Regions from separate parts of the Mus musculus genome. Here region 2 is linked to region 1. A link is a contact called in public HiChIP or PLAC-seq data. All regions are on one chromosome and are shown on one strand. The core of a region is the stretch at or near the end of the contact, and the rest is flanking DNA. Distances in the headings are between cores, read along the strand shown. Region 1 has its middle 75 kb from the start of Mal2. Region 2 has its middle 42 kb from the start of Ccn3.

Region 1 (5,501 bases), core at 2,258-4,757:
TTTTTTCAACTTGAGAGGCTGTTATCAAAATAAATCCTTAAGTAATTTATTTTATTCCTTGTCTAGAAACTCATAAACCAATGAGTTTCTAATGTAGCCAATGAATGCACGCTGTCATGAAGTACCATCTCTTTCCCCAAGTATAACATTAATGAAAAACTTTAATCTAGTGTGTTGGCCCCTTCATTGAGAATTGAAGTGATAGTCTTGCATAGGTTAGACAAGGACTCTATTGAGCTATACCCTCACCCCTCTTTGTTAAAATTTATTCTTTGAAAAGCTCATACATATATACATTTTGGCCATATCCACTCCTTACTCCTATCTGCAACTCTTCCTACAACTTCATGCCCCCTCCTTTTTAAAGTATAATACAGAGTCCAAATTAGTGCTATCTGTGCATGGTTGTAAACCTAAAAATAGTGTGGGCTACAAACCAATAACCACACATCTGGAGAGAAATGACTCTTCCTCCCCCATCAGCTGTCAACTACCAAAAGCTCCTCAGTTAAAGGTGGAGCTTTGTGTATACACACACACACACACACACACACACACACACACACACACACACATGCTCATGCTGGAATGCTGAGTGGCTTGATGTTGTATGTGTCTACTGCAGTCAAAGTGAGCTGCTGTGGGTTTATGATTGCAAAGGCCATGCCATGTCCAAACATACAAGACACTCTTCCCTGACCTGTGGCTCTTATAATCTGTCTGCCTCAGTTTCCAAATGGTTCCCTGACCTTTGGGGTGGTGGGTGTGATATAGATGTCTCATTTGTGCTGAACATGCCACAGTCTCTTATTCACTGTATTGAGATCATTTGTGAATCTCTACATTAACCTGTGTCCACTGGAGGAAGAGGAAGAAGAGGAAATGGTAAAGAAGGAGGAAGTAGAAGAGGAAGAGGAGGAGGAGGAGGAGGAGCAGAAGCTGGGCAGCAGCAGCTTCTCTCTGTGGCTAGGGCTGAGAACATCACTAATCATCCATGGGCACATAGTTAGGGATTTAGAAAACAGATTGATATTCTTCTCATCTGGCAATTATTTTAAGGTAATTAAGTTGTGGGAGGCAGCCTTGAACTCCCTGTGTAGCCATGTCAGACTTTGACCTCGCAGTCCTTCTCTCTCAGTCTTGTGAGTATCTGAGATGATTCCAGGCCTGTGTCACCAGACCTGATTCTGTCAGCATCTAAGCCTCACATATCTGTATTAGCAAAACTATTTGTCCTGTGTGACAAATGCCATCAAAAAGTGTCTGGCACACAATTGCCATCTCAGTGGTATAAAATGGAAGAAAATTGAACAAGTGAAGCAGTTTACAACCTTTTCAATCATTTATTTTAAAATGTACACTGTTGAATGCAAAGGAGATTAAAACTACAACAAAGGAGATTAACTTTCAGCCTTTGGCATGTTTTCTACATTTTACATTATGTGCACAAACAAAACAGTCATATCAGTATATGTATACATGTCCATTTCAGTGCTCTATTTGCAGTTCCATAGAGTACTAGTGCTATATATTCGCAGTTACTGACTAATCTTATGGTGGGTAACTGTGTTATCCTCTTGTTTACTATAACTGCAAAAAAATAGCTAATATAACTCCAGAGAAAAGGTCTAGTTTGACTAACAGTTTGATGGTCTTGATCCAGCGTTGGTAGACCCTGTGGGTCAGTGCTTTTGCAAAGCAGCACATATGTCAGGAAGCATGTGGCTCCTGGTGGTGAGAACAAGTGGCTCACCTCATTATAGCAAGAAGCAAAAGACAGAAGGAGGAGCAGATTCCCCAAATCCTCTTCAACAGAATACCTTCCAATGACCTACCTTCTTCCCACTAGAATCTATGGGTTCAAACAACTTCCTTGGCATAGGCCAAAGGCATTTAAAATCTAATGTAGCTCAGAGTTTCATACCTTGCATGTATTAAGTCACACACCTGTTATACTTCCCATCAATTTACAGGTGAGAAAATCATTTGGTTCTATAGATACTATGATATCAGTGGAAAGTGATGTTATCTTTGCAGTTTGAACAGCTTATCAGAAGAGGGGAAGAGGGAAGATGAGAAATAAAAAAAATGGAAGAGGAGGCAGAGAAAGGGGGAAAGGGAGAGAAAGATGGAAAAGGTGTGAGAGAGAAAGGGAAGGTGAGAGGGAAGAAAGAGGAGTAGAGGAAGAAGAGAGAGAGAGAGAGAGAGAGAGAGAGAGAGAGAGAGAGGGAGGGAGAGAGAGAGAGAGAGAGAGAGAGAGAGAAGAAAGGAAGAAGGGAGGGAAGAGGAAGGGGAGGGGAGGGAGAAGGGGAAGGAGATGGACTGGGAGAGGGAGAAGGAAGGGGAGGAGACAAGAGAATGGAGACCCCAGGGAGTTTAGAAGCCAGGTGTGGTGGGGGCATCCACGTGGAGACAGGGTGTGGTGGGAGGAGGTGTGGGATGTAGGTGTGGGAGGGTGGATGGGGGAACGGGAATAGAATATGGAGTGTAAAAAATAAATTATAAATAAATAGATAAATAAATAAGAAAGGAAGAAAAAAGAAGGGAAGGGGAGGGGAGGGGAAAGGGAGGAGAGGGGAAAGAGAGAAAGAGAGGGGGAGAACAAGAGGGAACATTCCTGGCCAGAACTTGTTACATTTATATCAGTATGAATCACTCAGAAGTTAGGAGACAGACACCGCCAGTCACAGGGGAAAGGGTTTGGCTGGGCGTGGTTCTACAGCACAGAGACGATTGGACATTTCACGTATGGTTGATTTTTTTCAGACTTCATGTTTTCTCTATGTGTTGCACTGGATTACAAAAAAACAAAAAAAAAAAAAAAAAAACAAAAAAAAAAACTGTAACTCATCAAACAAACCACAGAAAGCCACAGTAACTTATACAAAGATTTTAGATATGGTGAAGACTTCAGGGAAAGCAGGTGGTAAATAAAAGGTCCTGTCTCAGAAAAAGGGCAAGGTGTTGGCCCTTCCCAGAGCCTTTTATAAAAACAAACTCTGACTTTCTTTTACAGAACATGAAGGCCCAAAGACAACTGTCATATAAGCTAAATAACTCTTTAAATCTGAAGAGCTGGCAGCTGGCAGGTTAGAGGATAGGAAGGTAAAAACATTTACAGGAGGAGCCTGAGGACTCATTTCTTCAAAGAGTGGCAGAAGAAAACAACTGACTCCTAAAAGCTGGCCTCTAACTACCATGCACACCATGGTATGTAGAACCCCACAAACACACATAAAACACTAACAATCAATGAAGACTATAGCTTTGTATGCCAACTTGAGGAAAGAGTTATATTTAACCATTATACATAATACATAGAAGAGTATATGTCTGTATATTTGCTTATATATGCTTATGTAAAATAATTAATACAGTTAGTGGAGGTCCCCAAACAAGTCAGACAACTTTTACTGAGTCACTCAAGTTCCCAAGCACCTGATATTCAGGGTTATGATTTCCTCATTGCACACATGAGGAAATAGAAGCTAGTAGAATGCCCAAGGTTACACACTGCACGCAGAGTGTCATCTGAAGTGTGGTCTGACTAGTGCCCACAAACTCTCATAGCTCTTTATCCTACTAAAAGCCAACTTGCATTTGATAAAGTACCTTTGGCAGTGGGCCCAAAGGCAAACACAGTGAAGGTCAAGATGAGAGCAGAGAAGCAAGGCAGGTTATTGACTACAGGTTATGGGCTACTATGAGAGGCCCTTAGATAACTTTTTTTGGTCACAGTTCTACAGGTGACCTCAACCTGGCACAGGTTAGGTAAAGGTTACAGTAATGAAGAGGAAAACAAGGGGAACTGTTGGTACCCTGGTACCCTAAAAGAGCAAAGACACAGGAGTGAAGTTCAGAGTGGATGACATTGGAAGTTCTAGCTTGGGACACTGGAAGGAACATATCCAAGGGTGAGCGGGCATACAATGAGTGGGAGAAATTCAGAGGGTCGAAAAATCACAATAGGAAATCGACGTAGGAAATCACTGATACTGTCGGCCGGCATTGTCTTGCTTCCTTAGACTAAGGCTTGATTTATCTAAATCATTCTTTACTCTTCTGGCTTACTACATTATTTTTATTTTCATGGATTTCTGTATGATTTACTTTTTATGCATATGGTTTGTTTGCCTGTGTATATGTCTGTACACCACATGTATTCATGATGAGCACAGAAACTGGAAGAGATCACTGGATCCTCAGAAACCAGAGTTGCAGATGACTGTGGGCCACTGTATAGATGCTGGAAACTGAAACCCAGTCCTCTGCAAGAGCAAGTATTCATAACAACTGAAACATCTCTCCAGTCCAATAAAATTTGTTTTTTCTTCAATAAAATATTATTTGAATACCTGCAAGTAAGCATAAATTATATATACATAAACAAATAAAATAAACATTTGTTGATCCTTTTCAAGATACTTGATTTTGAATTTATTTTAGATCATATTATCTTATAAATTATATTTTGCAATTGTCTGTTGCTCCAGATTTGTATCTTCTGTGCCTCTTGCCTCCCTCGGGTTCCTGCTGAATGTATTTGTTAGTATTTCTAAGGCTGCACATCCCTTCTACTTTCTATATACTCTAAAATTTGTAAATAAAATTTTGTACCTTCTTTCCTAATCTCTGTGGCCTGATTTCTATCTTCAGTGCTTGGGCTATAGTTTCCAATACAACAGGGGTGCAAGTATTGAAAACAGACACCTTTTTCTGGTCCCTATGTTAAGAGAAAGCAATACATTACATGATCAAATATATTAATTAGAATCAAGTATTTCCATCTTTAAATGATAAGTGCTACTTTTATGAATCAGTGTGTGTGTGTGTGTGTGTGTGTGTGTGTGTGTGTGTGTGTGTATTGTACATGCGTTAGCTTCACAAAACAAGGTATAAAATCCATGTTGTTATTTTATGTAATGAGTGTTTTGATGCATGTGTGCATGTACACTACCATGTGCATGTCTTTTGCCATCCAAGGTCAGAAGATGAATGTGACAGATGTCCTAAAACTGAAGTTACAGACAGTTGTTATCTGTGGTGTGCTGGGAATCAAGCCCAGATCATCTGCAAAAACAACAAATGCCCTTAACTTCTGACTCAACTTTCCAGCCATTTCTTTGCTTCTGTGGAGGAATTTTTGTAGCATGGTGATACTTTCTCCCTAAATGTCTAATAGAATCAGACAATCTCTCACCAAATGGGCCTGGACATTCTTTATTTTAAAAATAGATTTTTTGAATATTTAATACATTCCATGAATAAGATCTATATGTTATGTTCTGTTATCATTTTAATATGCTGTTTTTTAGAAATTTGTCTAGTGTAAATTTTCAAATGGGCTAGAAAATTATTCTTTAATATATTTCCTTATCCTTCCTTATCTGGAAGATACACAATAAGAGCCCTGCATCCTTACTGAATATCAGTATTTATGTTTCTGTGTGCTGGTGTCTGTTTGTCTCTCTGCATTTCTTCTTTCCCTCCTTTAGAGCAGT
Region 2 (5,361 bases), core at 512-3,011, 290 kb after region 1:
GATAAGTTGGAAGAAATAGAAAATGCTTTCTCACAGAACTCTAATAAATGAAAAAGAGAAAACAAAAGTCATTAGAATACTCATTTCAGAAGTCAATTGACAAATATGAGAATCATTGGGCTTGTTGGCACAGCCTCACATTATCTTACTGACCATGCAATCAATATAATGTGTCGAAAACTCTTCAATATTTCTCCATCCAGAGGCAGAGTTTCACCATCCTTACCTTGAGTGTGATCTAGACTTGATACAAAGATAAAATTTGAAGATAGAAAATCCTTACCAAAAAAAAAAAAAATCTACCAGGCATTATGTAAACAAGTGGCTCAAATTTGGCATAAACACATGGAAATTCCTCACCCTGGACATCATGTCTCTGCGCCTCTGTGATGTTCTCCACCAGCCAGTGAGCTTAGTCCCAATGAGAGAATGCCCCATTAAAACATACAGGTAATAAAGTACAGTAAGAAGTTCTACTTGACCGTTTACATCTTTTCTGTAAGTCTAAGCTGTTTCAAAATAAAATGTTTGAAATGCAAATTATGTATACTTATAAGTCAATAAATGATGCTAAGATGGGAGAAGACAGTAGTGAAAGACTGACAGACGCAAAAAAACATGGACAGTTTTTCGAAATTACGCTAAGCACGGGGAGCCTGACAGGAAAGAGGGCATAGCGTATGTTTCTAGTTATACAAACTGCTAGATGGGCAAAACCAGGATTGAAACAATTTACTTGTGGTGTCCCCGAACAGGGAGAGACTAGAGCAAAGGGACAGGGGGAGGAGGGTGTCCTGGAATACTGGAATATTCCATGTCTGAATGGAGGTGAAGGCTACATGGGTGTTTACATTCATAGACTCTCATAAAGTCTCTGCTTTTAAGGTGAGTTTATCATATGTGAATTCCACCTCAAAAAAAAAAGCTTCTTTTCAAAGAGATTATGAAGTGAGAAATGAACTTAGAGAGGACTATTTATAAAACTTACAGGACACAAATAAAACAGCACTACCTTGATCAGGAAAGGGTGCCAGAACAGGCAATCATCTGTTAAGCTTTGAAAATAAGCAAATCACCCCAATTAACCCCAATGCTCTGAGCACCGAAAGTGGGAAATGTTCTAACTTTCCAGTCAAGCAAGGGTGGGGGAAGCCATTCCTACACCTCCGGCTACTTCTGGCCCCCGTGTAGATTTGAGATTAATTTGCAGTAGTAAAGCACTAATAAATGATCAGAACTCATGGCGCCCTTCAAGGGCTTGCTCTCAAATTCAAGCTACTTCTCCCCTCTGCTTGGAACCACTTGAAGACAAAGATGGCTGTGTTCCCCAAAGAAACAGGTAAGCTGATCCTGAAATGAGCCCGGGCAAGGTCATCTACAGGGTTCATTGAAGTGCAACCTACTATCACCCTCCCTGCACATCCAGCCCCAAACAAGGCTCTTGGAGGCTTCCAAGCCATTGACAGAGTAAATTAGATGAGAAGGGAAACACTGGAGAGGAGATGTGAAAATTAGTTTGACCATCCAACCTTTCCTTGCATCATGAGCAAGAACGACTAAGGGAGTAAAAAGGACATGAACCTGATGGGGCAACGGAATCTGAGCTAAGGTAGAAGACATATCCCTAATCTGGAAAATGCATGCCTATAAGCCTTCTGGATCTTAGTCTCCTAGTAAAAGAACTGATACTATTCATGCCACCAGGAGAGTTCTCCACAGGCCTGCATGAAGTGTGGCTTGTGGTTTCCCTGACTCAGTGATAGAATGTGAATGGGTGTGGTCTGCATACTCAGCTCTAATTGACAACTTCTTTGTTCCAGTATGCATCCCACTTTCCCACCAGAATCTGGGGCCTGTATTCCCCCACCCCTTCTGGACTCTCACAGCAAACTCTCCTGGAAATAATGTAACATCATTCAGGATCAGCCCCCAGGGTATCCATCAAGATTCTCCGGAGATGAGATTGACAAATATGTGGGTTTTTTTTTTTTTTAAAGTGCTTTCCTAGCAGGGAGATAGGATGTACACCTGTTGTCTTAGTCAGGGTTTCTATTCCTGCACAAACATCATGACCAAGAAGCAAGTTGGGGAGGAAGGGGTTTATTTGACTTACACTTCCATGCTACTGTTCATCACCAAAGGAAGTCAGGACTGGAACTCAAGAAGGTCAGAAAGCAGGAGCTGATGCAGAAGCCATGGAGGGATGTTCTTTACTGGCTTGCTTCTCCTGACTTGCTCAGCCTGCTCTCTTATAGAACCAAGACTACCAGCCCAGAGATGGTCCCACCCACAAGGGCCCTTTCCCCCTTGATCACTAATTGAGAAAATGCCTTACAGTTGGATCTCATGGAGGCATTTCCCCAACTGAAGTGCCTTTCTCTGTGATACTCCAGCTGTGTCAAGTTGACATGAAACTGGCCAGTACACCTGTAATCTCATCACTTGGAGTGGGCAGGAGGATTGAAAGCTTAAGGACAGCCTGGATTGTACAACAAATTGAAGGTTTATCTGAGTTATATAATAAGATCATGGTTCATTAAACCATAAATTGGAAATGAGACTTAGCAGTAGAGCATTTGTCTAGGATGTACAAGGGAATAGTTTCAATTCCCAGTGCCATTAAATACACGCACACACACACAAACAAACACACACACACACCACATATCTCACACAACACACATCCTACACATGTATAACACACCACACACATACACACCACAGACACACACACACCACCCTCATCCCACACATATACAACACACACACATACAGCACACTTTTTTCCCATTGAGAAGTCATTTGTTATTCTGATAGATTTTCCTTTATATGTAACTTGTGGTTTTTCTCTTTCAGTTTTTTTGGGGTGGAAAGCAGTGTCAGGAAAGAGTTTCTCTGTGTAATCCTGGCTGTCCTGGAACTCACTCTGTAGACCAGGCTGGCCTCAAACTCACAGAGATCCATCAACCTCTGCCTGCCTCCCGAGAGCTGGGATCAAAGGAGTGAGCCACCACCGCCCAGCTATCTTTCAATTTTCAATACCCATTCTTTGTTCTATGCCTTTATTGTTTTAACCACAATACACCAGGGGGAGTTTTCATTCTGCTCCTATTTGCTACTCTGTGTGCTTCCTCTATTGGGTATGTTTTCCTTAATTTGGGGAGGATTTCTTCTATTATTCAGTTGAAGATATGGTCCATATAATAGACCTGTTATTCCTTTCTTTGTTCTATGATCAAAATTAATTAATTTGATCTTCTCATGGTATCTCAAAGTTCTTACATGATCCTTTTGTATGTTTTAATATTCTGTGATTGAGTGGTACTCTTCCTCTACTCTGTCTTCAAGTCCTGGTATTCTATTCTATTTTCTATTCGTCCTAGTCTATTGGACCAGCAAGGCTTTCCTCGGGATTCAATTGGTTTACTGAGTTTTGCAATTTCATCCTCGTTTTAACTTGAACTGTCTTCATTAATTTTATCTCTCCTGAATTCAGTTTTTAAACTCTGAACTCTGTGTGTGTGTATGTGTATGTGTGTGTGTGTTTGCTTGTGTCTGTGTGTCAGTGTGTATACATGTGCCACATTATGTGTGTTGAGGTCAGAGAAAAACTTGGAATTTTTTGGTTTTGTTCTTCCACAAAGTGGGTCCTGGGGATGGAATTCAGGTTGTCAGAATGGGTGCTTTACCCAAGGACCCATATCGTCTGCTACAGTAAAGACTTTTAACAGCTCAATTGAAGTCAGTGTAGGCATGATGCCTCAACCACATGCTGAGTGTGGAATCCTAGTAGCAGGGGCATTCTCCTACAGAAGTGCCATGCAGTCATCAAAAGCAGGATGCAGACATGTATGACGAGCATCAAATTTCCACTAACTTTTACCCTATATCTAACAATAGTCTTGACCCCAAAAGGTATCTTTTGTGTTTAGTTATGAAGGTTCTTGAGAGTCCCTTAGGGTGAAACCATTTCTCTCCTTTTTTCCCCCAGGACTTTTATGATCTCAAGTCTTTTGAGTCCAACATCCCATGGTTTCCTACCATGTTGAAGTAGCATCCTTGTTCTGACTCTGTCCTGGGTCATTCCACTTAGTAGCAAGATTCGTTCTTCACTCTCTCAGTGTGCGTGCAACCTTAACGCATGCACTCTCCAGCATGCCATCCTTATAAGGATGAGCCCTTCACCAGCCTCTGGGTGCCTCACCTTTTATAAAAAGCTCCATGAAGGTACCCACATTCCACTTGAATTAGGTTAGAGGGCAGGATGTATAATCAAAGTTGAGTGTTTTAATGGTCTCAAATTCCATTAGCATAAAGTCAGCCTAAAGGCTCCTGATCTATGTGAAGACCAGACTCAAAAAAGAAGCTGTGATGACAACAATTGAGTCAGCCATTGACCAAGTCATCAGGTTCTTTGTTCTCTTCCTTTACAGAATGGCTAATAGCTGCCAAAAAGCACAGTTACTGTTACCACTGTTACCGGTGTGAGTTCTAAGTGGTCTCTGATCAATCCTGCCATCACATTTATTGACTTCATCACTGAGAAAAATACTAATATCTCAATATTCTTTGATTACAAAAGGCAGAAATCAACTTGCCATAGACTCCATTTGCCTAATTGTAAATAGCAGCCCTTTGTGTGTGTGTATGTGCCTCTGTGTGTGTGTGTGTGTGTGTGTGTGTGTGTGTGTGCTTGACACGAGCTAGAGTCATCACAGAGAAAGGAACCACAGTTGGGTCCAACTGGAAGGCATTTTCTCAATTAGTGATCAATGGGGCACCATTGAGGGTGGTGCCATTCCTGGGCTGGTAGTCCTGGGTTTTAGAAAATGGCAGCTGAGCAAGCCACGGGAAGCAAGCCAGTAAGCAGCACCCCTCCACGACCACCGCATCAGCTCCTGCCTCCAGATTCCAGCCCTGAGTGAGTTCCTGTCCTGACTTCCTCCAGTGATGAACTATGATCTGGAAGTGTAAGGCAAATAAACCCTTTCCTCCCCAACTTGCTTTTTGGTCATGGTGTTTTGTCACAGTTAAAACACTGACTAAGACACCCTGTGAACCATGGTTCCCCAGTCTCAGCCTTTGGGGTTTGCCTCACTGTACTGCCTTTCACCCATCCAGCTCTGGTCAAGTTGGAGGCCACTTTGTTTAGTCAGCGTATTCTGGCCTTGCCACTAGTCTTAAAGGACACCTAGGCCTCTCCTATCAAAACACTCACCGAACTGCTTTGTATCTGCTGTTCTTCTCATCTCTCTGCCCTTGGAAGTTACAAAGTGGTTTCCTATACGATGTGTGCAATGCAATGTACATATGTCTTTTATTTACAGAAACACAATTAAAATACATACCTTAAATTAGTTG

What was found. HiChIP or PLAC-seq counts read pairs in DNA pulled down with a chosen protein or histone mark.
Region 2: a FOXA1 HiChIP or PLAC-seq map of pancreatic cancer cells shows a contact between it and region 1. The contact joins two enhancer-like sites. A contact is called at or near these places in 11 of 484 Hi-C or Micro-C datasets (the AML12 cell line, the C2C12 cell line, adipose-derived mesenchymal stem cells and 7 more) and 1 of 115 datasets of contacts at active chromatin or transcription factors (pancreatic cancer cells).

What each region holds. Positions count from the first base shown.
Region 1 is chr15:54,493,219-54,498,719 of GRCm38.p6, forward strand. No RefSeq gene overlaps it. Among named protein-coding and RNA genes, the nearest start is that of Mal2, 75 kb to the right of the region's middle. Within about 2 kb of position 3,508, at least 29 of the 459 cell types and tissues checked have an H3K27ac peak or open chromatin away from gene starts, as enhancers often do. A contact at or near this core is called in pancreatic cancer cells, where this site is marked.
Region 2 is chr15:54,785,635-54,790,995 of GRCm38.p6, forward strand. No RefSeq gene overlaps it. Among named protein-coding and RNA genes, the nearest start is that of Ccn3, 42 kb to the left of the region's middle. Within about 2 kb of position 1,762, at least 9 of the 459 cell types and tissues checked have an H3K27ac peak or open chromatin away from gene starts, as enhancers often do. A contact at or near this core is called in pancreatic cancer cells, where this site is marked.